Regions from separate parts of the Hordeum vulgare genome. Here region 1 is linked to region 2. A link is a contact called in public Hi-C data. All regions are on one chromosome and are shown on one strand. The core of a region is the stretch at or near the end of the contact, and the rest is flanking DNA. Distances in the headings are between cores, read along the strand shown.

Region 1 (2,907 bases), core at 21-2,520, 160 kb before region 2:
ATTCGATTTCAGTCGAGGTCGCGCAACAAGCTCTGAGATCAGACGTTTTTGATTTTTGAGTTCTCGCCGGCCGGAAGACGTATGGGACAAGAGTCTATGGCACGAACCGATGTTATGTACTCCCTCCGTTCCTTAATACTCCCCCGTCCGAAAATTCTTGTCCTAAAAATGAATGTATTGGATGTATCTATAATTAAAACAAGTCTAGATTCATTCATTTCTAAGACAAGTATTTTCGGACGGAGGAAGTATAAGTCTTTTAAGAGATTTCAATAGAGAACTACATATAAAGCAAAATGAGTGAATCTATACTCTAAAGAATGTCTATATACATCCGTATGTAGTTTCCTAGTAGAATATCTAGAAAGACTTATATTTAGGAACGGAGGGAGTAGCTTATCTTCTTAACATTGGAGAATGTAAAATTGTTATTTGAAACCATTCCGTCGACATGGCAACAGGTGAATCGCTATAGTTGAACATGCATCTTGGAGGCTACCAAGAAAGAACCAATGTTTGTAGTTCGAACCATTCGGTCGACATGAGAACAGGTGAAAAATTCACTATAGTCGCACATGCATCTTGGAATGCTACCGTCGCTAGCTTGGCTTAGCTTCTCTTTTGGATTATTGCTCACACCTATAGCAAATGAGAATAGCTGCAGCAGGCCAAACTTGAGTTGCAGTTCTTTTTTGAGGGATTGCTCACTTTTTTTAGTTCTTTTCTGGATCTGGGGCAGTCGATGAGCTACGATTGAGCGAGAAAATAGGATCCTGTAGTTTATCAACCAACACTCCGGTGCATGGCATGTACCTCCTGTTCTAAGGACAGCTAGGACAACCAATGAAAATAGTTCTCCGGCAAATCAAGTTGAAATGGACTACTCCCTCAAAAAGGGACCACTGAGTGACTAGAAAGCGTTGTACTAGTTAATTTGTACCTTGGACGAATATTGGATATATTTGCAAAAACATTTTAACTGGATTCGTTCAAAATTCAGGGTGAGGCACTGAATCGGCGGCTGACTACAATTGTGATCGTAGCACCACACCCTTCAAGTTCAGTTATACGACAGTTTGCGGATGTTCCTACGTGGTATGTACTCTTTTGCAAAACACACTGTCAACCGTCTGAAATGGCGTCAGAAATTATATGGCACATGTTCACAGAGGCAAATTATCTGAAGAAACTGAACCAGATCGGTATGACGACGATCCAATGGCAGCAGACAGCAACATGTGTGAAGACTGCAGGAGATAGGATGGAATCTTTGCCGATGCTAACCAAGGAGGAAGTAGTGTTGTGGTCCATGAGAGAACAGCCTAGCCAGAGCATGGGATAGGGACCAGAAAATATTTTGTGTATGTCTATACGCGACTGTGTGAATGTGCAGCAACAGCTAGCACTGTTATCCTGAATACCATATAAATCCTTTGGAGACAGAAATACAGCCGATCATGAGGCATTATGACAGAGATGGAACTATAAAAGTGGATCCGATATGGATATCCGACTGACTACTGTACGGATCCTTCGTAGAAATGAATATTTTGTGAAATATTCTTGTCCCTGTACAACTACTATACTCATTAATGATAAGCATGCAACTTTTTTTAGAAAATAAAGATTCCCTCTAGCCTCTTCATCAATACAATGCATGAAGCCACTTTATTAAAAAAGCAATTAAATAGTATGTGGTTTCAAACAAGCTTTGAAAATGCAGGAAAGTAATTCAAAATAAACCAAAAGATTCCACAACCAGCTACATAAGCCTAGATTCCTAACCATCTATCCTATTAGTGGACCGTCATTCAAATCGGGTGTAGATATCCCGATCTACCATCTTTCATCGGATAGACCCACTAATCATAGGCTTTTTGGTTTCCACAGGAGTGAGTAACGATTATGTACGGATCAACAACGATGCCTTGTACAGTACGTGCAAAATATTTATATGTGTTTGTTTGTTAAAAATCAAGTCATTCCCGCAGTTTCATATAGCCCAAAGCAATGCACACACTCCTAAACGAATATGTCTAGCAATAAGCATGTCCATTCCATTTAGCCACGTCCCAAACAACGTTTCAATGCTATCCGGAGGTATGATATCATGGATGGGATCGAACTCCAAAAAGGTTAGATCAGATGGGATCAAACTCCAAAAATGTTTTCTTTCATTGGTATGCTCCTCACTTGGTATAAAGTCATTGGTTGCATTGGTGAGCGAGGTCTCCTGCTAGGCTCCCGCTCCCGCTAGGGTTACCCCCGGCTGTTGGAAATATGCCCTAGAGGCAATGATAAAATAGTTATTATTATATTTCCTGTTTCAAGATAATCGTTTATTATCCATGCTATAATTGTATTGAATGAAAGCATAAATGCATGTGTGGATATATAGACAAAACAATGTCCCTAGTAAGCCTCTAGTTGACTAGCCAATTGATCAAGGATGGTTAAGGTTTTCTGACCATATGCAAGTGTTGTCACTTGATGACTGGATCACATCATTAGGAGAATGATGTGATGGACAAGACCCAAACTATGAACGTAGTATGTGATCGTGTCATTTTGTTGCTATTGTTTTCTGCGTGTCAAGTGTTCATTCCTATGATCATGAGATCATGTAACTCACTGACGCCGGAGGAATACCTTGTGTGTATCAAACGTCGCAACGTTACTCGGTGACTATAAAGGTACTCTACAGGTATCTCCGAAGGTGTCCGTTGAGTTAGCATGGATCAAGACTGGGATTTGTCACTCCGTGTGACGGAGAGGTATCTCGGGGCCCACTCGGTAATACAACATCACATATAAGCCTTGCAAGCAATGTGACTCAAGTCTTAGTCACGGGATCTTGTATTACGGAACGAGTAAATAGACTTGTTGGTAACGAGATTGAAATAGGTA
Region 2 (2,700 bases), core at 81-2,580:
CACACACATAATATACAAGTTGTTCCCTTCAGAGTTCTTCGGATTACAATGAATAAGATGTGGATGATGATGATGATGACAGTGGTGACGATATTGAGGCCTTTTCGGTGACAGTGATGGAGACGACGACCTCCTCCTTGCTGATTCCTCTCCCCGGATCGCTCTGGAGGCTAGGGCTCCTACTTATGGTCGAGTTTCTGGTGTCTCTGGACGTCTAGTCCATGATCCGTCTTCACGGGGTGAATATAGTTGACTTGACGACGGCGACAGCACTCCATATGACTACCCATACGAGCAAGTGTGGTCGTATGGAACACCGTCTTTTGCATTGGAGGCTCGGCGACGATTGCTTGTTTGCCCTTTCTGCTTGATTTTTTCTTGTGATAGGTGATCACCACTTTAAGTATGTGATTCTACTATCATTTCCTGAGATTTCTTCCATAAAATAATATCCGGTTCAGAAAAGCGTTATCTGAAAAATGACAAAAAAAAGTGCACGAACGCACTAAAGTTTCATAAAGCCTATTGAGGAGGCGCAAAAATAGTAGCATAATAGTCACATAATTTAGACTCGTCAACTCTAATTATTCCAACGACCGAAAAACCAACAAACCAACCCATGGTTGGATGGTTAGTTGGACTGTGGTATCCCCGGTCCACCAGAGTTCAAGTCCTAGTCTTGACGTTGGTGTTTGCATTTTCCTACTTTTAGTGGGAGTTCAGTGGAAGGAGACGTTTCTGTCGACAACGAAGGCGTTAGTGGCGACTTCGTCAATCATAAGATGATGTGCCGGCTTAGTCTTTCGAAAAAGTTTATAGAGATAGAATGTATGTGCGTGTGTTTATAAAGGTGAATGTACGCTTATATACGTGAGCGACTTCGATTGTACTCCCTCCGTTCCTAAATATAAGACATTTTAGAGATTGTACTATAAACTACATACAGATGTACATAGCCGTACTTTAGAGTATAGATTCATTCATTTTGCTTCATATGTAGTCTTCTAATAAAATCCGTAAAAGGTCTTATATTTTGAAACGGATGTAGTACTGTGTAAGAAAAACCACCGAAGAACGAGAGAGCCCGACCATTTATCTGCTACTGACAACGGTATCATACTCAAAATCTGCGCAGCAGAGCTGAACCTTCTCCACGAGTTTTTTTTATGCAGGGCAGCTCTTTCGGATAATGCAAATTACGCAAGTTGGTTAATAATTTTTGAGCAACGTGACAGCACACGACGATGGATCCGGCGGAGGATATGCCGCACTGAACAAAGCTTTGGGCAGATCGTAGAAGCCGCCAACGGAATATGCAGCGTAGCTCGCGAACAGCTGATCTGTGTGATGGTACGTCTCAGGCCCGGATCCATAGTGGTGCAAACTGTAAGGCCCGCACAGGGCTCAAGAATTTAGGGTGTCTAAAATTTTTGGGAAGTGATCTCCGTCTGCGCGTCGGCCCTAATTTTCGGCCGACCGCGCACGAGGCGCAGGATCCAGCAACCCCGCGTCGTCCGTATCGTTGGATGCGCATGCAACATTTTTCCTCCAATGCAGTAAAATTTCGATGTAATGCAACAATTTTTTCAACGGTTGCAATAAAAAATAAAATTTGTAATAAAAAAATATCTACGTGATCGTAGCAAAAAAATAAAGCTGATGGTGCGTGGTAGCAAAAGTTAAACGCCGGTTGTAGCAAATATTTACGTGACGTGTATGCAACTTTTTTAGTGAACGGTTGCAGCAAAATATGATGTCGGTTGTAGCAAAAATTAACACGGTTGTAGCAAAAGTAAAAAACATCAATTGTAACAAAAAAATTGAAGAACTGAAGTTGTAACCAAACGTATATACAACAAATATGAAGTTGGTTGCAACAAATTTACGTGAGAAAAAAGCTGCATGGAAAAACGTTTGTATCAACGAAACATACGATTGCAGTAAATTTAACGAAAAAAAGTTACGAGCATTTGTCAACGAGCGCGCGGCCCGCACGCGACCCGCCGAACGATTTGGCCGGCGCGCCGGGTGAAAACGATTCCTAAATTTTTTTTAGGTAGGCTATATGTATTAAAAAAAACCTATGGACTATTCACTATTGAACCAGTGGGCTGCTGGGAGCCAGCGAGCCAGCCAGGCTCGATCTCCCGCATGGGCAGGATCCAAGATCGCTGGTGACCTTTTTTTGAGTAAGCCGCGAAGTTTGAAAAAAAACAGCCAGGCTCGATAACCCGACCTGCGCACTCTAAATCTAATGAGCTTCCCCTGATTACGCTACTGCCGCTTTTTTTAGATCGCGGCAGCCTGCAGATCGCCACTTCGTCGCCTCGTCCGTTTGTCTCCTCGTCGTTCGTCTCCTCTTCCTCGCCTCGTCCGCTCGCACGCCGTTCGTCGCACACTACATACCAGAAAAACCTACTACGCCTACGGTTTTTCCTATGTCGATGGTTTTTTATCGGGGCCTTCGTCATAGTTGGAGCTATGCCGACGGCTTGCTAAAAGGCCTCGACACAGAAAAGCTGTAGGCATATCTACATCTACGCCGATGGCCTCCGTCGGCACAGAAAAGACCGTCGGCCTATACGCCTACGTCCATCGTCAGTATACAAAGGGCGTCGACGTAGATATGGGGCCAAACGACTGCCCCCGTGACGGGGGCTAACTCCGTCCGGTCTATGCCGACGGCTAGACGTTTGGCCG

What was found. A called contact is a pair of places that touch in the nucleus more often than the background predicts.
Region 1: a contact with region 2 is called in a Hi-C map of seedling, with 1.7 times the contacts expected there. The contact joins two enhancer-like sites. A contact is called at or near these places in 4 of 6 Hi-C or Micro-C datasets (leaf and seedling).

The regions. Positions count from the first base shown.
Region 1 is chr7H:471,324,679-471,327,585 of MorexV3_pseudomolecules_assembly, reverse strand. No RefSeq gene overlaps it. Among protein-coding and RNA genes, the nearest start is that of LOC123407685, 16 kb to the left of the region's middle. Within about 2 kb of position 1,270, at least 3 of the 3 cell types and tissues checked have open chromatin away from gene starts, as enhancers often do. A contact at or near this core is called in seedling, where this site is marked.
Region 2 is chr7H:471,167,326-471,170,025 of MorexV3_pseudomolecules_assembly, reverse strand. No RefSeq gene overlaps it. Among protein-coding and RNA genes, the nearest start is that of LOC123409107, 51 kb to the left of the region's middle. Within about 2 kb of position 1,330, at least 2 of the 3 cell types and tissues checked have open chromatin away from gene starts, as enhancers often do. A contact at or near this core is called in seedling, where this site is marked.